Linked DNA regions of Mus musculus: regions 2, 3, 4, 5, 6 and 7 are each linked to region 1. Evidence: chromatin contacts called from public Hi-C, HiChIP or PLAC-seq and promoter capture Hi-C data. All regions are on one chromosome and are shown on one strand. The core of a region is the stretch at or near the end of the contact, and the rest is flanking DNA. Distances in the headings are between cores, read along the strand shown.

What was found. Promoter capture Hi-C pulls out the DNA fragments that hold promoters and counts their contacts. Hi-C and Micro-C count contacts between places; a contact is called where the count stands out from the background. HiChIP or PLAC-seq counts read pairs in DNA pulled down with a chosen protein or histone mark.
Region 2: a contact with region 1 is called in a promoter capture Hi-C map of hippocampal neurons, with 36 times the contacts expected there. The contact joins the enhancer-like site here to the promoter of Ap1s3 in region 1. A contact is called at or near these places in 16 of 39 promoter capture datasets (the 3T3-L1 cell line, 3T3-L1-derived adipocytes, the C10 cell line and 11 more), 6 of 15 datasets of contacts at CTCF or cohesin (the NIH/3T3 cell line, embryonic stem cells, large pre-B cells and 3 more), 182 of 484 Hi-C or Micro-C datasets (the AML12 cell line, the AtT-20 cell line, B cells and 93 more), 29 of 115 datasets of contacts at active chromatin or transcription factors (the SCID.adh cell line, Th17 cells, acute myeloid leukemia and 21 more) and 4 of 9 other capture datasets (adipose tissue, embryonic stem cells, liver and 1 more).
Region 3: a Hi-C map of muscle stem cells shows a contact between it and region 1, with 1.8 times the contacts expected there. The contact joins the enhancer-like site here to the promoter of Ap1s3 in region 1. A contact is called at or near these places in 4 of 39 promoter capture datasets (the 3T3-L1 cell line, frontonasal cranial neural crest and hippocampal neurons), 3 of 484 Hi-C or Micro-C datasets (the HL-1 cell line, brown adipocytes and muscle stem cells), 1 of 115 datasets of contacts at active chromatin or transcription factors (vascular smooth muscle cells) and 1 of 9 other capture datasets (embryonic stem cells).
Region 4: a contact with region 1 is called in a promoter capture Hi-C map of hippocampal neurons, with 6 times the contacts expected there. The contact joins the enhancer-like site here to the promoter of Ap1s3 in region 1. A contact is called at or near these places in 4 of 39 promoter capture datasets (the 3T3-L1 cell line, cranial neural crest, hippocampal neurons and 1 more), 2 of 484 Hi-C or Micro-C datasets (embryonic stem cells and muscle stem cells) and 2 of 115 datasets of contacts at active chromatin or transcription factors (acute myeloid leukemia and pancreatic cancer cells).
Region 5: a promoter capture Hi-C map of cranial neural crest shows a contact between it and region 1. The contact joins the enhancer-like site here to the promoter of Ap1s3 in region 1. A contact is called at or near these places in 2 of 39 promoter capture datasets (the 3T3-L1 cell line and cranial neural crest), 3 of 484 Hi-C or Micro-C datasets (the HL-1 cell line, brown adipocytes and muscle stem cells) and 3 of 115 datasets of contacts at active chromatin or transcription factors (acute myeloid leukemia and embryonic stem cells).
Region 6: an H3K27ac HiChIP or PLAC-seq map of SST interneurons shows a contact between it and region 1, with 11 times the contacts expected there. The contact joins the enhancer-like site here to the promoter of Ap1s3 in region 1. A contact is called at or near these places in 9 of 39 promoter capture datasets (the HPC-7 cell line, cranial neural crest, embryonic stem cells and 5 more), 16 of 484 Hi-C or Micro-C datasets (CD4 T cells, CD8 T cells, the G1E-ER4 cell line and 7 more), 19 of 115 datasets of contacts at active chromatin or transcription factors (the SCID.adh cell line, SST interneurons, VIP interneurons and 13 more) and 4 of 9 other capture datasets (adipose tissue, embryonic stem cells, liver and 1 more).
Region 7: a promoter capture Hi-C map of trophoblast stem cells shows a contact between it and region 1, with 15 times the contacts expected there. The contact joins the enhancer-like site here to the promoter of Ap1s3 in region 1. A contact is called at or near these places in 22 of 39 promoter capture datasets (the 3T3-L1 cell line, 3T3-L1-derived adipocytes, the C10 cell line and 15 more), 2 of 15 datasets of contacts at CTCF or cohesin (hippocampal excitatory neurons and large pre-B cells), 19 of 484 Hi-C or Micro-C datasets (the AML12 cell line, B cells, the HPC-7 cell line and 14 more), 13 of 115 datasets of contacts at active chromatin or transcription factors (acute myeloid leukemia, bone marrow-derived macrophages, craniofacial prominence and 9 more) and 4 of 9 other capture datasets (adipose tissue, liver, macrophages and 1 more).

The regions. Positions count from the first base shown.
Region 1 is chr1:79,670,410-79,673,383 of GRCm38.p6, forward strand. Ap1s3 (adaptor-related protein complex AP-1, sigma 3) reads right to left here and starts at 1,563. Exons shown (of 5, transcript NM_183027.2): 1 at 1,441-1,563. The coding sequence starts at 1,443.
Region 2 is chr1:78,725,466-78,728,681 of GRCm38.p6, forward strand. The region is part of intron 2 of Gm38631 (a long non-coding RNA gene); the gene reads left to right. Gm33693 (a long non-coding RNA gene) reads right to left here. Exons shown (of 5, transcript XR_865566.2): 4 at 1,456-1,503; 5 at 1,194-1,338. Among named protein-coding and RNA genes, the nearest start is that of Gm38631, 7.1 kb to the left of the region's middle. Within about 2 kb of position 1,651, at least 31 of the 459 cell types and tissues checked have an H3K27ac peak or open chromatin away from gene starts, as enhancers often do. A contact at or near this core is called in the Ba/F3 cell line, the C2C12 cell line, the N1E-115 cell line and 7 more, where this site is marked.
Region 3 is chr1:78,862,931-78,866,088 of GRCm38.p6, forward strand. All of the region lies in intron 3 of Gm29536 (predicted gene 29536), which reads right to left. Among named protein-coding and RNA genes, the nearest start is that of Kcne4, 48 kb to the left of the region's middle. Within about 2 kb of position 1,626, at least 30 of the 459 cell types and tissues checked have an H3K27ac peak or open chromatin away from gene starts, as enhancers often do. A contact at or near this core is called in brown adipocytes and muscle stem cells, where this site is marked.
Region 4 is chr1:78,906,452-78,909,542 of GRCm38.p6, forward strand. All of the region lies in intron 3 of Gm29536 (predicted gene 29536), which reads right to left. Among named protein-coding and RNA genes, the nearest start is that of Kcne4, 91 kb to the left of the region's middle. Within about 2 kb of position 1,735, at least 37 of the 459 cell types and tissues checked have an H3K27ac peak or open chromatin away from gene starts, as enhancers often do.
Region 5 is chr1:78,842,880-78,845,876 of GRCm38.p6, forward strand. The region is part of intron 3 of Gm29536 (predicted gene 29536); the gene reads right to left. Among named protein-coding and RNA genes, the nearest start is that of Kcne4, 27 kb to the left of the region's middle. Within about 2 kb of position 1,357, at least 2 of the 459 cell types and tissues checked have an H3K27ac peak or open chromatin away from gene starts, as enhancers often do.
Region 6 is chr1:78,744,407-78,747,543 of GRCm38.p6, forward strand. Gm38631 (a long non-coding RNA gene) reads left to right here. Exons shown (of 4, transcript XR_865568.1): 4 at 849-1,748. Among named protein-coding and RNA genes, the nearest start is that of Gm33693, 5.2 kb to the left of the region's middle. Within about 2 kb of position 1,270, at least 130 of the 459 cell types and tissues checked have an H3K27ac peak or open chromatin away from gene starts, as enhancers often do. A contact at or near this core is called in SST interneurons, VIP interneurons, adipose tissue and 2 more, where this site is marked.
Region 7 is chr1:78,700,910-78,704,307 of GRCm38.p6, forward strand. Acsl3 (acyl-CoA synthetase long-chain family member 3) reads left to right here. Exons shown (of 15, transcript NM_001033606.2): 12 at 360-551; 13 at 2,577-2,691. Among named protein-coding and RNA genes, the nearest start is that of Gm38631, 17 kb to the right of the region's middle. Within about 2 kb of position 1,687, at least 95 of the 459 cell types and tissues checked have an H3K27ac peak or open chromatin away from gene starts, as enhancers often do. A contact at or near this core is called in the HPC-7 cell line, acute myeloid leukemia, adipose tissue and 3 more, where this site is marked.

The sequences.
Region 1 (2,974 bases), core at 313-2,812:
GGTTGCAAGGGTGGCGGGAGATCATGGAGAGGAGGAGCTGGCTTTGCCAGAAGTGCTAGTAACACTATTTCCTGACAAGGGACAGCAAGGCGCGCCCGCACACACACACAGGAGGACAGGGACTGGAGGGAAAGCTGGAGAACCTTCCCAGATTCTGAAGGTCATTTGACACGAGAGGAGAAAAACAAAACTCCCACCTTGTGCTGTTTAGAACTCAGGGCCTTACCTCAAATCCTGCCCCTTCCTCAAGAAGTAAGCAGCTTTGGGCTCCATAGATACTTGGGAACCAGCCTTCATCCCACCTCCATTAGGCAAATGAGCTATCTTCCTGGGTACCTTGTTCCTTGGGAAACTTGAGCAAGCCAAGAGAGCTGCTCCGTTATTTACAGGGGCCTTTTTGCACCCTGCATTTACCTCAACAAACAAAAAATGGGCACGCTGGGAACCCTGCCGACATCCTCTGGGCTATCTGTCCGGGTGTCTCAGCAATGGACTACTCCAACTCAACCTTCTTTCTAAAGTCACCTGCTCTCTGTCGTGCATCCAGAGAGTGCCTTCAGGAGGTCACTTCTCTGAGAATTTGGGAAGTGTGCACAACCAGGGAAGTGGGACAGGCTACCAAACTAGTCACTGTCCCAGCAGAAAGCCAGCGCGAGAGAAACCTCAGGTATTGCTTCCACCCAGAGCTGGATATCCACTTCTGAGTGTAGCGGGTCTCCGGGCTTTCATCTTGATAGGAATTCCACCCCACGCCCCCACCCCCCCACATCTCAGTCCATTCTCCATCATCAATCAAAGGGTTCAGGAAGTGTAGAATGGATACGGTCACTACTCCTGTTAAAATTCGAGCGAATCAAAACCCAAAACTCTACTTTATGAAGAACTGCTACCTGGTATCCCTCCCGCCTCTCCAGCCACAAACCGGGGTTTCATTTCTCCTCTTCACAGTCGCTCACCCCTCCAACTGCTGCGCTCTACCAAAACACCTCGGGGAGCTCAAATGTCACTTCCTCAAAAAGGCCACCAAATCAAAAATTACCTCTCAGGCGGGTTTCTTGAGGCTTGGGAGTTCTCCTCGCTCTGGAAAGTTATTTTTATTTCACCATTCCATCACCGTCTCTTTCCCTAGGCATCCTTTCCTACCAGTGTTAAGCACCTGGTCCCCCGCGACATCCCCAGCGCCTGGCTCGGACCAAGCGATCAGAGAAAGAGACTGAAATGAATGAAGAGCGGTGCCCGGTGTCCGTGGGACTCGCAGGAACGGGGAGACCTGCACTGTCCGGAGCAGCCGGGCCACCCTCGCCTGTGACTCGGCGGTACCCAGAGCCAGGTTAGGCGCGTACCCCCTCCCCAGCCGCGTGTTCGGCCCTGGAGCCGCAGGTGTCACCTGGAGCGCGCACCGCCTCGACCAGCTCCATCACGATGCTCAGCCCTACTCACCATGGTCCCGGGTCCCTACAGCAGCGATTGCCCGGGATGCGAGGGCCAGAAGAGACTGTAGCAGCCCGGGCGGCTGACAGGTGAGGCGCTAGCCTCAGACCATGGCTACTTCCCACAATGCCCTTGAACTGAAAGTTTGCAGACTCCTCCCCGCACCGGGCTGCTCCTCCCCTCCGCTCCTCCCACACACCTTCCTCCTGGCTTCCTCAAATTGTGTCACTCCTTCTCTGCCTCTTCACAAGCCTCCCGCTCCAGCTCCCCCTTTTACCCTTTCTCACTCCCTCCTCCTCCCCCTGGTTCTTCCTTTGCTCTCCTGCGCCACGGGGACCCCGCAGTTCGCCACGCCCCTCATCACCGCTAGCCCCACCCAGGGCAGTGCTTACACCTGCGCGCGCACCTTCTGCGCTGACCGCGCCTGGTGCCCCAGCTTCCCTTTTGGTCTGGGGTCTGCGATCCTTCTTCTGCTGCCACGTTGTGTGCTTCATGAATGGGACTGGCGACCTTCCGCCAAAAGAAGATGCTTGCCTTTACACCTGAGAAAAGTGTAAAAAGCAGTCTGGCCCTACACCTCAGGGAGAGAGCAGTTCCCAGAGCTAGAAATACATGAAAAATGTTTTCACACACACTCCCTTGAGTTTTGTTTTGCTTTTTACCAAAATTGCAATTCAAGAACATTCATAGCCCTCTCCGCTTAAAGTTTTCTATTACATTAAGGTACTGAAACTCGGGGGGGGGGGGAGTGGTGTTTGTTTTTCTTCAGCTGTTTTTCTTCCCCTTGATTTTTAGGCCTAGACTGTTTTGTTATTTAAATTAAAATATAATTACATCATTTTCCCCTTTCTTCCCTTAAATTCCCCTCTTCCCCAGGTATACCCACCCACCCTGCCCCGGCGCAGTTTCATTTGAAATCGTGGCTTCTTTTTTCTTTAGGGGTGTGTGTGTGCGTGTGTGTGTGTGTGTGTGTGTGTGTGTGTGTGTGTGTGTTACTGCTCGGTCTTTTAGTGTTGCTCTTATGTGTATGGTTTCAGGACAGACCACTTGGTATTGGCTAAACAATTAGGGGAGTTTTAAGCCGGAATAAAGAATCTCCAGGTCTCCGAGTTCTAAGCAGAGTTTTAGCACAGATTGATTTGGGGAGAATGGGCTGGTTTCGCCATATACCCAAAGAGAGACAATGACTCTTAAAGGTTAACCTTTGTCTAAATGGCTCTTAGACCCATAAGTCGACGGAATTCCTCTCCAGGATCTAATCTGAACCATCTGCAGGATATAGACACCCCGTGCCCCCCCAGCCCCCATCTAGGAACAGGAAAGCAAAGAGAACTCCAGCTGGGCTCCCGAATTCCTGCCACTAATGCCTTTCCTTCATGCCAGGCCCTATGGGGGAGCCCTGGTGATGAATGAGGGGGCACTGATGTCACTGATGTCACTGGTGCTCACAGTCCCCAACAGAACAATAGGTGATATACAAGTTGCAACAAAGCCCAGGAAATGCTAAGAGACCCCAACAGCTGGGCTAGCAAGACACAAATTA
Region 2 (3,216 bases), core at 401-2,900, 940 kb before region 1:
TTACAGTTCCCTTCAACTCCTGATAATAATAATTTTCATCTTCTTAATTACTTCCTGCTTTTACTTTCATACTTACATTGACTTAATTTCAGGTGTTTGCAGTTATTTATTACAGTGTCTGCCCCACTGAAGAATGCATTTTTTTTTTTTTTTTTGAGAGAAGCAGGACTTTAAAGCAGAAGGATGAAATCAAACCTTGTAGGAGAGAGGGTTATGGCCAGCACCCTACCAAAACAGCCCTCAGCCATGTTAGCACTCTACCAAAACAGTAACGAGCCAGCACCCAGCCAGGCCAGCACACAGCCAGACTAGCACCCAGCCAGACCAGCACCCAGCCAGTCCAGCATACAGCCAGACCAGCACCCATCCAGGTTAGCACACACTCAGACTAGCACCCAGCCAAGGCCAACACCCAGCCAGGCCAGCACCCAGCCAGACTAGCACTCAGTCAGGCTTTCTTAGCCTTTTTGCAGCCCATGCTTGGGATTGTTTGCTGTTCAGGGGACAAAAGGCATACCAGCTTCCTGCCTGGCCTCCTTCCATCCACTAGGTGCTAGTGGCACTGCTGAGCTGGGCTTTGAAGGTTGGTACAATATTGATGGGAAATAGCGAGAGTTGGGGAGAATCAGCCGGGAAACGAGCTGGCATTTGACAGATGCCTCTGTGTGGAGACCAATGTCCCTTTTTGGCATCACGGAAACCGTTTTTATCATTTCCTTTGGCCTAGGTGCAGTTTCCATGACTTTTGCCTTACAGCAGATGGAGGGTTGGAGCCGGAGACTAAGCTATTTTTTTTTTTTTTTATTTTTTAGGGAGTTTTAAGCAGGACAATACGTGTTATACAACTTAAAAAAAAAAAAAAGAAAACAAGATTAGAAAAGAAAAACTTCTCCCTTGCCCCCCTCACCTCTCCCACCTACTGGCCCCTGGCATCTTCCCAAGATGAGAAATGAGAAACTTGTATTTCTCCTGGCTTCCAGATGAGAGACCAGATTATTTTTCTACCACTGGAATATAAAATTAATTTATTGCCTCGGTTAAATTTGATTAAAAAAAAAAACCTCAGCTTCTCTTACACACACACACACACACACACACACACACACACACACACACGCAGACACACATACACACACACGATTGTGATTTTTTTTTAAAAACAGCTACTCCACAGACCTAGCATCAGGTTTCAGGGAGCATTCACTGTAGTGTTTATTTGCAGTAATTCTTTTCCTGGATACTTCCCAGTTATTTCCAGAGGACAAACTCACGCTGTGTGTATAAGGATCTCGACAACAACAACCAACTCCATGGCTGGAAGGGATCTAATGTATTCATCTTTGGGAGGGAAGAGGTTCAGAGGCTGTTTGAGAAACTGATAAGGCTTTCTCAGGGGGTGCTGTGAGGCAGCGGGACAGGGAGACCCTTGGGTAAGCAGAAGGTCTGGCTACCCACCTTTCTTTCTCTGCTTGGCTCTGTGCTACATCAGCTTCCTGGTAAGTGCTGTAAGGAGAAACATCAAACAACAGATAGAGCCTCAGATGCAGAACCCGTGACTCTGAGCCCGAGAATGGCTTGTTCCCAGGGTCTCCGAAGCTTCTTGTCTGTCACCATCATCAGAGATGCTTATGCAGTGAGATGATCCCTTCCTCCAGCCCTTAGCTTCCGGGTCAGCCCATGTCTGATAAGCCCAGCACACATACCACTGGTGAGATTTCCCCCACGAATCTGACTAGCCCTGGATAGCATATTGACAGAAATGATTCCACACATTTTAATAGAAATGAAGGCGTTTCCGAGCTAAGATAAGGAAGACGCCTGCTGATTTTTGAATAGGGTGTCTCCATTTGTGTTTCTCAGACAGGGCCTTCCTCTACAGCTGGACTCAAATTTACTGCAGTTCTCTTGCTTTGGGCTTCTGAGGGTAGGGATTGCAGATGTGACCTATTGTGCTCAGTTATGCATTTAATTGGTGTGTGTGTGTGTGTGTGTGTGTATGCATGTGGAGGCCAGAGAACAGCTGTAGGTGTTGTTCCTCAGGAACCATCCATATCTTGAGATAAAATCTGTCATTGTCTTGGCTCTTTCCAAGTAGACTAGGACAGCTGGTGAGCCCCAGGGACCCACCTTTCTTTGCCTCCACAGTGCTGAGATTACAGGCACAAGCCATGCCATCGTGTCTAGTAAGCTCTCTCTCTCTCTCTCTCTCTCTCTCTCTCTCTCTCGATGCTAGGAATGGAACACAGTTCTTTTCCTCCCACAAGGAAGGCACCCTACCAACTGAATTATCTCCCTAGTGTTTGTTTACTTTAAAAAAATATTTTTTATGTAAATGAAGATGTTAAGATCCAAGAAGATACATAAGTGAGAACATGATTTTTTTTTAACATTTTGAGACTTCTCTTGTGCACACAGTGATCCGTTCCTTATTCTTTTTAGTATTCTGCTTTGGTTTGGCAATGGGCACTGTCATCAGACATTATTTGTGTGGTCCACAATGCCCTGGCACTCTGGTGCTGAGGTCAGAGTCAAAAGGCGTGGCTTTGCTTATGGAAAGATTTTATGTATACTAATCCGTGTTTGTCATTCACATGGACATGACAGTGGCTTCATGTTGGTCTCTGCTGACATTGCAGAAATGTCCATCATTTACACTGTCCTTGCTAGAGTGTTTATCTTACTTTATTTTCCTGTTATGATAACAACTACTCTGACAGAAGCAACTTAAGTGAGAAAGGCTCTATGTTGGCTCACAGTGGGAGGCACTGGTTCAACATGATGATGTCACAGCAGCGGAAGCTCAATGTAGCTGCCTATACTGTAGCTACAACCAAGAAGCAGAGACTCATGAATGTCTGTGCTTAGCTCAGTTTCTCCTTATGCATCCACAGAAAGGTGCTATCCATGGTGGATGAGCCTTCCCACTTCAGTCCACCTAATCAAGATAATCCCAGCACAGGCATGCTCACAGGCCTGGAAACTTGGTGGTTCCAGATCTTATCTAATTATAATTGAGATTAAGCACCACAGTAGTGCCAATTAGCAAGGCGGGGTGACTGCTCTCCAGGCATGGGGAAAACCAACATTTTCTTAATGAATGATGGTGGCTACTCCATCCTTTCTTATTGAATTTCATGGAAATTATTACTCCACGAGATGCCAAGAGACTCGCTACCCTATGCCAGCAGCCCTATCTTTTATGGCAACATCCCAGCA
Region 3 (3,158 bases), core at 376-2,875, 810 kb before region 1:
ACCATCTCGTCATCAAGAACACTGACCCTAGGATAAGGGTCTCCCCTTCACATCCAAATAACTCCCAAAGATGCTCCCTCCAATATTACCCCACTGGTGGGATTAGCACCTTGGTATATACATTTTCAGGACAGGGACCAAGCATGCAGCCATAAGAGATAATGCTTCACTATTAGGAGTTAGCGGGAGAAGGGGTTTCCATGGCATAAGCTCAAGCTTCTGCCTACAGCTTATGTTCTGGTTGGTTAGGTGATCCTATTACAGTAGAAGAGTTTCAGTGGTCATTTCCCTTGAGGACCCTGGCCTGACATCCACTGAGGATGGCCTTGGTCTGGCTATGGCTGTTGATTGTCATGTTACAGTCATGATGCCTGGGTGTCGTCTCTTTGGGCTGGGAGAGACTCACTCTCTCCTGGCACCCACAGCTTAGTATCTCCAGGCCAGAAAAGCAGGGCAGAGTTCATGATGGAGTGGTAAGAACTGAGGCAGAGCTCAGGGGATCTTCTTCTAGTCTGGGCTGTCACTAGCTGAAGGACTTCAGCAAGGTCACTCTTCAGCTGCTTCTCAGTTGCCCCTGTGATGAACAATCAGAGCTGGTGCAGCTCTTGTTCCTTTAATCTATTACCATCTCCCTGTAGTGTTTATGAGGTCTCTAGCTTATAGAAGAAAAGGGACAAAAGTTATTTGGCAGTTATTGTATGGTAGGTACTCAGATAGGCTCTTGATGTCGCTGTCACATTTAATTTGTGGAAGATGTCATTCTGGTTTCACAGCTGCATTACCTGAGCCTCCGGGAAGTTAAACCTGTGTTACATCATGGAGCTGTATGTTAGTGAAAAGATTGCCTGTGAAGAGTATCAGGAAGTTCTATTTATGTTGGCCTAAAGAGCATGGTGGGCTGTGAAAAGGGAGAAAGGGGTACAAGGACTTTCTACCTCTCTGGGGCCTTTTGTTCTCTGCTGGTTTGATTGCTAGGTTGTACGTGACAATATGGTTATAGCAGCTCCAGCCCCCACATCACTTCAAGTGACAGAACACCAAGGAGATTCCTCAGATGTGGGACTTCCAGTGTTAAAGCCAGGAAACTCCCAGGCAAACTGTTAACTGGGTCCCCAGCATTGGCTCAGCTTCAAGTCCAGCAGGAAGCAGGATGCTTCCTTGAATAACTCTTGCAAAATGTTCTGACTGGCTTAGAGTTGGCTGTCTTAGAGCAGGTTCGGACATGGAATCAGTTTCTGTGGAAAAGGAGATGCAGGAATGAAGGCTGGCTTAGGCTTAGAGATAGCTTTGCCTGGCCATATGCATAGGACCCTTTTGTCAACATGTGAAACACGATACATATTGACAAAACCAAAACCAACTCGATAAACAAAATACAAAATACTGTGATGAGGAAGGGGTGAGAGAGAGGCTGTGTGGCTGAATAAGGATGCCACACGTTGCTGGAAAGTGGTAGAGGCAACTTCCTGACCCTTGGCTCCTTACTGGGAACCTTGACGAGGTAGATAATTCCAAGAGATGTTATGGTCACTTGCCAGGTGGGGTCAGGAAAGAACACCCAGTGTGGTTAAAGATCAGTCATTCTGACGCAAGAACTTGGGGGAGTTCTTGGCTCTGCGGCCTTTGAATAGAGGACAGATCTGTTTCTTGGCTTCCATGGCCTGGCAGGATTTATGGAGGCTTGAGGACGGGGTGCCTGTGGCATGTGTGGCTGATTCACTAAGTACACCGACTACTACAGAAGTGAGTATAAGCTTTCAGTAGCAGAGAAGCCTGCAGTGGGTAGCAAGGCAGAGCTAAGCCCACTCCTCAAGGAAATAGGGCCTTTGTGCACAGAGAAGGACATTTATCTAGGAAATCTCTCCTGAAGATTTAAAATGCTGCCGTGTGTGCAGTACCAGCTTGGAAATTGCTGGCTGCTAATACTGCCTTTTATTAAACCTTCCAGCAACATTCACTGGAAAGCTACTAGGCTAAAGGAAAGATTATTTTTGGCTCCCCTACTTCCTGTTTTAGGAGAAAATGATATTCCAGAAAGACTTAACCAAGACTGAGAAACTGCTCACATAATCAAAGTGAAGATAGAAGAGAAATTTCACACTGAAAGTTTTATTCCAAAGTGAGACAAAAAAGTGTGAAAGTCGTTATGAGGGTGGCAATAGAAACATACTGTAATCAAGAAAAAATATGCTTTATTTAAAAAGACCTAATGTTCAAGGTACTGTATGTTGGAGAGGATCAGTGTTGAGTTTATCGTCCCCCATATGGGACATTTAGAAGTGTTACTCCTAGGCATGACTCAATATATGCTTACCCCAAGATTTCCTTGTATCAAACCCCCTAGAAACCCAAATGAAGTTCTATAGAAATTCACTGCGGTCTGTTTTTCTTTCTCTGCCTTCTCTATTCTTCTTGTCACGGTGCCTTGGTTTCTTCTTCCATTATCGTCCTTACTGTTTCCTTTTTCCAATTTACCCAGAATCCGAGGGACTGAAGTCCAGGATTACCACGGGAGCAAAGCCTGACCACTGTCAACACAGACAACTTTAGCATAAGCACCTTAATTGAGTTTTTAGTTTGTGACTGAAATAGAATGGGTTTCTGGTGAGTTGATCAGAGGCAGAAGACAACACAGGCAGAAAAAAAAAAGAAGAAAAAAAATCCTGAAGAGGGGAACAGAATAAAGAACATGCTGTTTGTTTCAAAACTGCCCTTTTAGGGTTAAAACAGAGGGGACTTCCTTACTGTCTTGATTGGAATCTTCTAATTTCCTGGAAAATGGACCTATATCAAAACTAAGTTGGACTCTGTAACCCATTATAAAGTGATTCCATTCTCGTTTGATCTGGTCTGCTGGGGTCCATGAGTCTTTCCCATACTTCAGCACTATTAAGAGTCCCTGTGATGGCCCTGCAGATCATCATATGATGACCATATGGTCATATGACCAAACTCAGGCTAGCGGAAACCATTCTGAGCCTTTCACCTAGATACTGGGGAAATGTACCTGGATTCTGCTCAGAATGTGCAACTGCGGAGGCTGAAGGGCATCTTTATTTACATAAATCTTAACACGGCAGATGGTGTGTAGAGCTTGCACGTACCAGTGTTGTTAAAACCAGGACTTGGCAGTGGCTGAAGTGGGTTGATATTATTAT
Region 4 (3,091 bases), core at 485-2,984, 760 kb before region 1:
CATTTGGGGGTAGGTCTTTTCCCCTTCATTAATTTCTGAAAATCCATTTGTAGAAAGTTCCAGAAGTATGCTCTACTAACCTCCTGGGCAACTCTCAGTTCAGTTAAGTACATGTTCTAACCATCATATCTGGGTTGCATATGACCGTACTTGCCTGGCCATTGAGGGATGGCTATATATTTCTAGAATATACCTCATTATAGAGCATCTGTATGTTATCCAAGCAAACATAAGAGGAACTATACCAACTCTAGTGGTTAATTTGGTGTACTTTGATATTTGGTCCAGTATTTTAGTTGTTTCTTCGTGGCTGTTGTTGATAAGATTAACATTTACGTTGGTTGATGCAGTGGTTAAACTTGGTTAGCAACTTGACAGGGTCTAGAATCACCCAGGAAACAAACTTCTGGGTGTGTTGGTGAGAGTATTTGTAGAGAGGGCTAATTGAGGTGAAAATACTCACTTTAGCTGTGGGCCACACAATTCTATGGGCTGATAGAGTAAAAGATGGAGCGGGGCAGAGCTCTGTCTGTTTCTCAGATGCAAAGGCAGTGTGGACTGGGTGCTTCAGGATCCTGCCTTCGTAACTCCTCTGTGATAGTGGACTTTCCTTGTGATCATCACCACCCACGATCTGTGAGTCCCAATAAACCCCTCCTTCCTTAAGTTTTGTTTGTTTGTTTGTTTGGATTTGGTCAGGAGTTTTGTCATAGCAATGAGGAAAACAATTGGTAACAATGGTCTATAAGCAGAGCGAACTGCGGTCCAGAAGGTAGTGGCTTATCTAACAGGCTCTCCGCCTTGAAAAATCAGAAAGGCCAGTTTACCAGAGATGTTCTCTGGCAGGGGACCTTTGAACTTTATCAATGATGTCAGTTTTGCCTAGTTCTACTGCAGCTGTCTTTATACTTGAATGCCGGTGTGTGTTTCTGCGTGTCTGTATATTTATTGGAATCCATGTATACATGTGTGTGCAGGCAGGATCTGAAGACCAAGGAGGCCAGGAGAAGTCAGTGCATCTCTTGGGGCTGTAGCTGCAGGCGTGCCCACCCTGGGGCTGGGATCTGAACGCCGGTCCTCATGACAGCATGGAAAGCATTAACTGCTGAGCCATCTCTCTGGCCCTTAAGATAGGATTTAAAATACAATAAAAAATTTAAAAATTCCTATTCCTTTGCTAGCTTTTAAAAATTAAAATGTTCAATGACCCTGAAAACAAAACAAAAAATAAATCAAACAAACAAACAAACAAAATCTGTGTGGCTCTTAGATCCATGCTTAAGGTTGGAAACTGTTAGAGACTCTTCTGTGTAATCTTGGGCTACATACAATTCTATCCTGGGTTCTGTCAGGGTGCCAGGAAAGTATCAACCAGTATTTCAAAATGTTAGAAGTTGTTCTGAGTTTTTAGTAGACTAGAGGCAAAGACTCTGTGTAAAATGAGAAAAGAGAAAAAAATATGCGCTTGCCTCTCCAGCTCAGTTAGATCCAATGTGATCAACTATAATTCATGAGCTACTGCATGTTTTATGACTTCCCACAATTATTCAAAAAGACTCCAAAGTTTTCATTTCCTTCTGATAAAGGCAGGCTATACAGTCAGCAATTGGACAACAAAGAGGTTTTTCTCTTTTTCTCAAATGTCAATGAAGTAGGAGCTGTGGCAGTCAGGAAGAGGGGTAGGAGGAGCCAACACAGAGTCTGCTCTGCACAGTAAACACCGGGGATAATCAGATTAAAGTGCATTTGAGAAGTTGGCCTCTGCTGCTTAGCCAGGCAAGACGATGTTTGTGTAAGCTACCGGGGCAAGAATTCCATTTCTCTTACATAACAGGGTTAGGCATTTTATAGTCCCACATCCAAATAAACAAGGACTCAGGCACTTGTCATTCTCTTCAGCTTTTATATGCTAGGTTGTTTGCGTGTGTGTGCGTGTGTGTGTGTGTGTGTAGTGGGGTGTCTCCTCAATTGCTTCTCCACCTAATAATCTGAGATGGGGTCTCTTCTTGAACTGGGATCTTGTGGTTAGACTGGCTAGCCAGTGAGCTCTAGAGATCCTCCTGTCTCTACCCTTCTCCATGCTCACTTTAAAAGACTGATACTCCTGTATTTGCTAGGCCCCGGCATAGTCTCACAAGAGACAGCTATATCTGGGTCCTTTCAGCAAAATTTTGCTAGTGTGTGCAATGGTGTCAGCGTTTGGAAGCTGATTATGGGATGGATCCCTGCATATGGCAATCACTAGATGGTCCATCTTTTTGTCACAGCTCCAAATTTTGTCTCTGTAACTCCCGGATGATCACAGTCAGCTATTGGATGGGTCACACGGTCCCCAATGCAGGAGCTAGAGATATTACCCAAGGAGCTAAAGGGAACTGCAACCCTATAGGTGGAACAACAATATGAACTAACCAGTACCCCAGAGCTCTTGTCTCTAGCTGCATATGCATCAAAAGATGGCCTAGTTGGCCATCACTGCAAAGAGAGGCCCATTGGACTTGCCAACTTTAGATGCCCCAGTACAGGGGAACGCCATGGCCAAAAAGGGGGAGTGGGTGGGTAGGGGGTTGGGGGGGTGGATGTGGGGGACCTTTGGGATAGCATTGAAAATGTAAATGAGGAAAATACCTAATAAAAAAATTAAAAAAAAAAAAGACTGATACTCCATGTGGCAATCAAAACTCAGGTTCTCAGGTTTGCATAGCAATCGCCTGACCCACTGAGCTGTCCCCCATCTTGATATACTCAGTGGCCTTCATCAATATGGTGACATGTCAAGTTTTTTTCATAAGAAGAAAAAGCACCCTTGCATTTTATGCATACTGCGTGCCTGGATTTTGGAAGTCAGCTTGGCTCTTGGCTGTGGGGCTTGCCTTTTCTCATTTTGAGGCAGCGAATGCCTAAGCACTGGGAAGCCATGGAGATGCAGAGGCCAGGCTGTCAGGGAATGTGCTGGGAGAGCGAAAGCTCATCAGCCAAGCTTCTGATAGCAGTACCCACTGAGCTTGACTGCTGGCATCGTAAGCACAAACGTCAGGCCTGGGAGCTTTGGGGACAGCATCCTTGACATGGATTACTTTAGGGACCAGCC
Region 5 (2,997 bases), core at 107-2,606, 830 kb before region 1:
TTCCAGGTATCACCAATACTTCTCTACCTTCCAGAGAGCCAACAGATCAGATAGGTTTGCGTAAGGATCTTTTATGTTTTCTTGTAAAACATAGACCAACAGAGTAAACCTGGACTGACGTATATAAGAAAGTAATCTACAGTAGGCTGATGTGAGTTCAAGGGAGCACTGCTATTGAACTATTTATTCCTGGAGTTAAAGGCAGTACTCAAATTTATCTACATTATTGAAATTATCTGGGAAGGGCCAGAGAGGAGTTCAATGATGAAGAACACTTTTTGCTCTCATGCAGATATCCAGTTCTTAGAACTCACGTAGGAGTTCTAACTCACAGGTGCCTGTAATTCTGAGCCAATGTCCTCTTCTGGTTGCAGTGAGCACCGTTACACACATGTAATACACAATGATCCCCCCAAACACATAACACAAATGAAAATACAATACACCTTTGAAATCTTCTTAGGGAGAAAGGGTTTATTTAGCTTATACTTCCACATCATAGTCCATCATCAAAGGAAGTCAGGACAGGAAATTAGGCAGGGCAGAAACCGGGAGGGAAGAGCTGATGCAAATGCCATGGAGGACTGCTCTTACTAGCTTGTTGGCTTGTTCCCAATGGCTTGTTTAGACTGCTTTCTTATAGACCTCAGGACTACCAGCCCAGTGGTGTCCCCACCTAGAATGAGCTTGGCCTTTCAACATCAGCTCCTAATTTTGAAAATGCCCTGCAGGCTTCCCTATAGACTGATTTTATGGAGGAATTTTCTCAACTGAGGCTCCCTCCCCTCTGATGACTGTAGCATGCATCAAGTTGACATAAAACTCATTGTTCTGACATTGTCAAAGAAAAAAAAATCCACCCTCCTCCCCATCTCTCAGGTTAATGTATAGCAAATTGCCAAACAGATAGAAGGCAGAACCTCAGTGTCATAGTCCCAAGTAGATGACAAATCATCTCAAGCAGAACCCTTAATCTGGCTTTCACAGGTCCCCAGCTGGCTGTGTATGCAGGCTTTCAAGTGTTCTTATGCTAGTCCCCCCAAGTCACCATGCTTTATGAGCTCCACTCAGAACTCAAAATCCAGACTCCATTTCTCTCATCTGGACAATCATCATCTCCTCTTTGCTGAGTTTTGTGTCGTTTTCTGCCAAATCAGCCTCCAGCCCCTGCCTCCCCACCTCCTTCCTACCCCCACACCCTGAACTGTGTGATTCTGTGCATAGGAGTCCTATCTACAACTTGCTATTTGCATCTGAAGTTTGACTTCATTCCTTACCACCCAGACAGGCAACTACCCTTGCCTCTGAAATGGAATAAGTCTACTAGAGCCTTATCCTTCAAATAGGTTACTGCAGAATGAAAATGGCTTAAATTGGTTACAGATGGCGACTGACAGGCAACAAGCCCCTTCTCTTTCACGGTTCAATATACTGCTTGGTTTTTGGAAGTTCTTTCAATCTTCAATTGTAATTTTACAAACCACTCTCAATATTTATTCTTGAAACAACAGATACAGGTTGGTTTTTGTTTGCTTGTTTCTCACCCCCATGTTTCTGCAGCCTGAGCTGAGCCCTGCTGGGTGCTTTTCTGCTCCTTGTGGGAGCAAGAGCTAGAATATCTTTGCTCCCGTATCTGATTTATTAGTCAAGAGGCCCAAGGAAGCTCGAGGCCAAGAGGAGCTTTGTCTTTCCTCCCGAGGCTGACTTGGATTGTCTTGTAGCTTTTCATAGAGGTTGAACTTAGATGGTAGCTGATTTCCCACAGAGAAGATGAAGTAGGTAGATGCTTGTTAAAACCTAGTCTCAAAAGCCTAGGCATGTTCCTAGGTACTGTTCAGTCAAAAGGAAGTCACAGATTTAGCCTACATGGAACAGGAAAAGAAATGGACTTCACCCCTCAAAAAGAGAAGCAACATGAAGACTAGAAAAAAGAAAGAAAGAAAGAATGGCTAAGATCAGCGTAGGAGACAACCTTCCACAAGAATCCTCAAATGACTCCAAAGATTCCAAATGATTCTTTCTCAGTTAGTTCACTTACATGCAGTCCGAGGATGATATATTTTCTCTCACATTGCCTAATAGTGTCTGTCAGAGTTATGCACTCTGTTAACCAGTCTTGGCCAACGGATGCTAGCACATAAGAGCAAAGGTTTAGCAGGTATGGGTGGAGTAAATGACTTTCTCACATGAGACAATATCCTCACAGTGGAGTAGAAAGGGGAAGTTGCGCATGTCTGCTGTGCCTCTCTGCCTCTTAGGGAGTGGCATATGTTCTTTTACTTTCCTTTATTCTTTATCAGTTTCCTTCTTTTAATTCCTTGCTAATGTCAATGTGAAAAACACAGTTCTCACCTCAGAGAGGATATGGGTCAGTGTATTTTTTAGTCGCATGGGAGACTGTGGCCAGAGACACAGATTTAGGTTACCCTAAATACTGTGATCCAATGTGGTAACATGTCCCTGAAGTTTTTATAGCAACAGAACAAAGAAATCGATCGTGAAGATATCTTAAAATATATTGGTGGAAACAATCTCTGCTATAGGTCTTGTATGCTAGCTGATAATGTTTTATATGCTATTTAATGATTTGATGATATTATCATTTTAGTTGGTGCAAGTTAGGGGCATGTTTGCATATTACAAAGATATTCACCTAACACTCACAGGATGTTAGGTCAAACACAGGGGTAGGTAATTCATGACTACTTATATGGCTAAAGGTAGTCCAGGATATATGTGCTTACTAACCTGTAACATTCCAGCTTTCTACAATTATTGAAAATGCAATCAGTTAATTAGCATTGTAGAATGTTTAACATATGTGCAGGCTCTCCTTCCTTCCATTTTTCTTCCTTCCTTTTTTCATATGTGTGTGTGTGTTTGTGTGTTTTTCCTGGAAGCTTCAGTTAACACTGGTTAGTTGCAAATGGTCTGTTTCTGAAGAGCCCAAAGGATGTGCCATCATCACTCTTCATGTGTTACCATAGTGATAGCAGG
Region 6 (3,137 bases), core at 20-2,519, 930 kb before region 1:
AACCATTTTTAATTGATTCTTTGTGAGTTTCACATCATGCATCCCAGTCCCTCTTATCCCCCCCATGCCCTCATATCCACCACTCACCCTTGCAACCTCCCCCCACAAATAAAACACAAACAACAATAACAAAAGCATAGAAAACTCTCATTGTGAAAGCTACAGTATGTCACAGTGTGTCCCACAGTATATCCCTGTGACCACACATCTTCACTTGCAGATGTTCATTGCAATGAGTCACTGGTCTGGTTCGAGATCTCTGACTTCTGTGACACCATCAATATTGGATCCTCACAGGGACTCCTCCCAGTTCTCCTGTTGTTGGCCTCTGTCATGGAGATCCTGCAGCTTTGGAACGGCAGGACTGGCCCTTTCATGTGTCTCAACTGATGATAGAGATTTTGGGGTGGGCCAATTCAGAGCCCTGGACCTAGACTTGGTTGGTAGCTGAGCTGGTCAGCCTTAACACCAGGGCAAGCTCTCTAGCACTGCTCTGGCTAGGCCACTCAATGTAGCTCTCCTGCTTTCATGCCCTCGAGGCTGGTTCACCACCCATGCCTCCAGAGACGACTCCACTATACTATACTATACTATACTATACTATACTATACTATACTATACTATACTATACTATACTATACTACCCAGGGTTTCAAGTGCTGCAGCCTGACACAGGCAGGGCCAGCTCTCTTGTTCTTATGCCCTTGGGCCTGGCTCACCAGTGCCTTTGCTACCAGGCTCTCCTGTGCTGCTCAGATGGGGTGCAGGGCCTGCTCTCCTGAGTGCCCTGCAAACACATTACAATCCGATTTCCCTTCTTTTTTTTTTTTTGTTTTGCCACGGTGTAGGTTTTGAGAACACAGCTGTCCCAGAACAGGTGCAAGAAAAGCTACAGTCAAGGATGCATTCCAATGTTGACTCATCTCTTCCAGACACCTATGTAAGCTAACAGGCTACGGAGAACTTCTGTTTCCACAATCTCAGCACTAAGAAGCTGCTGTCTCTCCTCATCATCAAGGCTGCTCTGTGGATCCTATCTGTGGCAGTGCCAGGAAGCTTTTGGCAGGCCTTTTGCCCAGGAGCGTTCCAGGCTGTCTGTCTGAAGTCCATGGGGTGAAGTGGTGAGACCACCTGGTCAGAGGCAGCCTGCTGGGCCTCAGCGTGGAATCCTGGCTTCCCTCTATCATGTTTACAGAGCCGTGTCTGTCTGCTCAGCCTCCTATGAGATGAGAATACCAGGCAGTCCTTAGTCACTCAGCAGTGAGTTCTGGTAATTTTCCTCTGGGAGAAAGAGGGCTGGTTGCCAGCCTTAGATTGTGTTCCCTCTGCTATCCTCTCTGCTGTCAGCTGATGAAATAGGACTTTTGATTTCCTCTTCTGTATATTCTCTGACACAGAGGCACTGGGGAAAGCAGGCTAGAGACTGCTACTATGTTAGGGCTGCTGAGAAATATTCACAGAAAAAAAAAGAGTTAGACTCACTAGATACTGAGAACACAGGCACACAAATATACTAATGCTTATGAAGATGTTTTGCATATGTGCATTTGTGTAGTCTTCTCCCCAAAGGATTGCAATGGTTAGGAAGAAAAGAGTAACAGCTCCTCCTTGTTATCTTTATTTTTCTGTATCAAAAACAACAACATCATGGAGATCATGGGGAGAAAAAAGATTGTGACCTCAAATGTTTTCTCCTACACATTTGCAGGGCTAGGCTTTATAAGTAACCTGAGATTTTCATCTTTTAAAACAGACTATCAAATAAATTTAATCAATCTTTTATTTATGTATGGGTGGTTTTTCTACATATATACTTGTGCACCATGTGCATGCCTGGAGCCCACAGAGGCTAGAAGAAGGCACTGGATGCCCTGGGACTAGAGTTACAGATGGTTGTGCTCTGCTATGAAAGCTGGAACTTGAACTCTTGTCCTCTGGAGGAGCAGCAAATGTTCTTAACTGCTGAGTCACCTCTCCAGGCTCATCCATTTTATTTTTACGTTTTTAATTTTTATTTCAGAACACTGTGAGTGTCAATTGTCTGGGAAGATGTGATGGGTTCTATGGGTTTAGGATGGCAAGGATGCACACCTTGGCTGGGGTGTTAATCTCCCCAGCTCTAGGCTCATGGTTCTGATGAGACCATTGTCATGGTACCCTGCCTTTCCTCTCATCCCTCTTTCAGGCCACACAGTGATAAGTGGGTTCATACAAGTCCCCATTGTCCTGAGCACTATTGTGGCACATGGGAGAGCCTACAACCTCAGCTACATCCGTGTTTATTGACAGTTGGAGTTTTGAGACAGAATTCTTGCATTTTGGGTCTTAGAACTAGAAGTGAACTAGCCAAAGATCTACTCCTCTGCCATATGGACACAGCCTCTGTCAACCATGAAGAAGAGAACAGATGCAAGAGAGCAGAGGAGCAGACCCCCATCCTCTGTAATTTCTGAGGCAGCTGACAAATCAACTAAAAATTCGCTGTGTCACTGAGAAGGTGAAGCCAAATCTTCCCCATAACAGCCTATTTTAATATCACATCACAGACTAGAGATGAAAGGACAAAAATGGCTCCCTTAGAGAGTTTTTTTTTTTTTTCTTCCAGCATGTGCTTCCAAGGTCTCTGGAACATTGGAAAGGCATCTGGGCAACCCTTAGAGAGTTTTAAATCAGTTTACTAAAGTGTATTTTTGAGAAAGTAAACTGTTTTTATCCTAGCTGTAGAGCTAAGTAGATTTTGGCATACATCTGCTCATGTTACTACCATACAAATTATAATACAGTGCATCTCATCATCCCACCAAATTCCCTTAGGTTCCCTTGCATGCCACAGTTTGCTGGAGTTCAACTCCATGTAGCTATTGATCTTTTTTTTTTTTTTTTTTTTTTTTGTTACCATAGGTTAGGTTGTCTAGCACTATTAATAAATGGTATGATGGTTTGAATAAAAATGACCCCTACAGGCTAATATATCTGAATGCTTAGTCATCAGGGAGTGGGACCATATGAAAGGATTAGAAGGATTAGGAGGTATGACCATGTTGGAGGGAGTGTGTCACTGGGGGTAGGCTCTAAGCTTCAAAAGCCCACACAAGGCTCAGTTACTCCCTTTCTTCCTATGGATCAGAGTGTAGAAC
Region 7 (3,398 bases), core at 437-2,936, 970 kb before region 1:
AAGAACAAATTTCTCACTATATAATAATGTGATTTTACAAAGGGGTCTGTTGTATTATTTAATATGTGACAGTACTTTTATAGTTTGATGTATAGACTGAGTAGAACCTGTATAATTATTTTACATAGTAGGTGGAGGATGCTGGGTTTTAGACTGGAATAGTAGCTTAAAAGCATGGATGTTCATTATTTAACAACTGAGAATTTGTCTCTAGCTTATTGATAATGTTTAGTTACACGGTCTAGTTTGTTTCTCTTGGAGTCTCTTAATTGGTTAAAATAAGATGTCTACACTTAGAAACTAATAGTTTAGAATATTTGTATAATACCTATATGTGTTATTTTGTGTTTATTAATTAGGTGGCTATTTTAATACTGACAAACCACATCCCAGAGGTGAAATTCTTATTGGTGGCCAAAATGTGACAATGGGGTACTACAAAAATGAAGCAAAAACAAAGACAGATTTCTTTGAAGATGAAAATGGACAGCGGTGGCTGTGCACTGGAGATATTGGAGAGTTTGACCCTGACGGCTGTCTGAAGATCATTGGTGAGTATTGCGTCCTTTTAAAAAGCTTATGTGTATGACTGTTTTGCCTCCATGTATGTATGTGTACTGCATGTATGCACGATGTCCTCGGAGGTCAGAAGAGGGTGGCCAAGTCCTCTGGAGCTGGAGTTACAGATGGTTGTGAGCCACCACCATATGGGTGCTGGGAACTGAACCCAGGTCCTCTGCCAGAGTACTACATGGTCTTAAATGTTGAGTCATCTTTTAAGCCTCTGAATTCTTTCTTGAAAGTGTTTTCCCAGATGACTTTACAAAGTGGTGCCTGTGTTTACAGAGACTGTTTTACTAGTGAAAGAGCTTATCTCTGTAATATTGAGGGGGGCTTTTATATCATTTCTGAAATATAACATTTTAAAGAGAGACTAAAGTGTTCTTAAAGCTTGGCATGTTATGAATACGGTTGCAAAAGCTGTTCAGCCACAGATTTGTGGTCATTAGTCACTCTCTACTGTTGGTGTAGGGAATGCTTGTTTTTGTTAGCTGCCTGGCTAGGTTATTGTGCAGTGCTTGTGGTCTGAACTTAGTCCTGGCTTTGCCCAGGAAAACCAAGGAAAGCCTGGCAAGTCAAGTACTGTGACCTACAAGGCAAAACACCTTTCGTGCTTCTGCTGCAGTTTGTTCAGCTTCAGTAGTGCCAGATGCATCCTGGGGTTATTCGGGGCTTCCTGGGAGACACAAGCAAGCATCTGCTTACCCCACATAGGGGACAGATGACAGACTAAATGCTGGTGCCACCAGCGTCCAACTTGGTGAACTAGTGAGTGTCACTGGAGTTCCTTATGGAGTGAGTGCAGGTGAGCAGGAATGACTAGAGACAGATGCAGCAGCAGCGAAAGTCCACCCCAGCATGGGTGAGAGCCCACAGAAGCTGGCGTCCTGGAGCGTCCTGCTTGACCTTGCTGGCAGCTTGACAAGGTGAAGCAGTCTCTTCTTGGCAGCCCAGTTGGTCTGAGCATCCTCTGGGCAGCTTGCTTGGTTTATTTGACAGTGTCTCTTAGAAGTCTTTACTGCTTGTGCAAGCTTGAGGAGGGAGGAGTCGAGTGCGTCTGGTGAGCGTCAGGGACTTCTAGTGTACTGGTTCTCAACCTTACTATGCTGCAACAGAGAACTGCTGTCCTAGGGCTTCTGAGTCATTTCCTCAGTGGGCCTCCTGTTTTTATGACATGTGGATCTTGCGGCGCTTCCCTGCAGGTTAGAAAGTTTCATTGAGAGTTTTGTCCTGTAGGAAATTGTTGACAACACCTGGTCTTGATACCCTGAAGGCCAAAAGGAGCTGAGGCTTCCCGACCTCTGCTCCACATCCTGTCTCACTGAGAAAGGCAGACGGCTTCCAAAGCATCGTCTGCCTCTCTGCACATTTGCGGGTCAGGCCTAGGCCTGTGCCACCCTATCTATCATAAGGATCTCCGCTGTGCTGCTGCACACCTCTCCAAACCTTTCCACTTCCAGTGTGTAATGACGACACCTCATAGTTCTAAGAAACCTTTAATAGCTGCTAGGGGTTGTGTTCAGGGAGCCTCTATCACCCAGCTGCCATTCACCTCCCACCTCTTGAATTGTTTCCTTCCTCTTTATGCTTCAGTGTTTGAGTTGACACAGCTCCGGTCAATAAAAGTCACTTCAGGCCCCACTTGCAAGGATTCCTTCCCAGCCCACAAGTTGGCTGTGTTGTGTGGGTGCTGTGTTTCTGTTCCTCTTTCCTGGTGTGCCTTTGCCCATTGCAGTGCAAAGCTGCTTTCCCTCTGCACTAGTGAGTGTCAGGAGCGCAGCAGCTCAGCAGAATATATTCAAGCCATAAGGATGATGTCCCTTAAGTACAATATTTTCCACAAGAGAATTTACTTAATTGTAAAAGATTAGGGTCTGACTTTATTGTATAATCTCAACTTTAGGGCAGCCATCCATGCTTAGTTGAGAAAAGTTTTAAATGACTTGGTGAGAGTATTCCTATGTGCTTAAGGTGTTAATGACTGTTCTCAATATTTCTGCCTTTGCCCTTTGCAGACCGTAAAAAGGACCTTGTGAAACTACAGGCAGGAGAGTACGTTTCTCTCGGGAAAGTAGAGGCAGCTTTGAAGAACCTCCCACTGATAGATAACATTTGTGCGTATGCAAACAGGTGAGCTCCTGGAGTCTGGGCTGCGGTCTAGAAGTTGGCAGGTGTGCCGTGAGCAGTTGCAGCCGTGTGCTGCGGTATAAAAGTTGGTGGGTGTGCTGGGTGTGCCGTGAGCAGTCGAAGCCCCTGTGGGGCCACCACCTCCTCTGCATAGCTAGTGAGCCGGAACTTCCTGGGATGCTCTCCTCTGTAAGTGTCCTGAGTGACAGAGTTGGGGAAATAAGTTCTTATGCTGCCTCAGTACCTCTGCACAGGGAGGCTTTGCAGACCCAGTCAGCTGCAAGGGCATAAGTAGTAGCTCCCTACAGTCCTCTCTTCTGTCCTGACCTGCAGCTTGGCCATGCTTCCTGCTGGCCTGGCTCACCACAACCTCACAGCCCAGGATATCATAGGCAGCAGGGAATGGAAGTGTAAATTTAGAAGCCTAGAGGTGTATTGGGAACTGATGGAATCTGAGATTAGACCTGACTGCATTTCTGTAATAGTAAGTGAAGTAACTTAATCGTATGACCAGTAATCACAGTCACATGTCTGTGCACAAGGCTAGTAACCTGTCTGTAGCAGCTGACATAGTCATGGGTGTCGTAGGACAATCAACTTAGAAGAGGACTTTGGGCTGCATCCTGGGAGGTAGAGCTTCCGGTGGAATAGTTGTCTTCTGAAATAATTAGAACCAGAAATGTTTCAGAGACTGGATTTTGTTGTTTTGT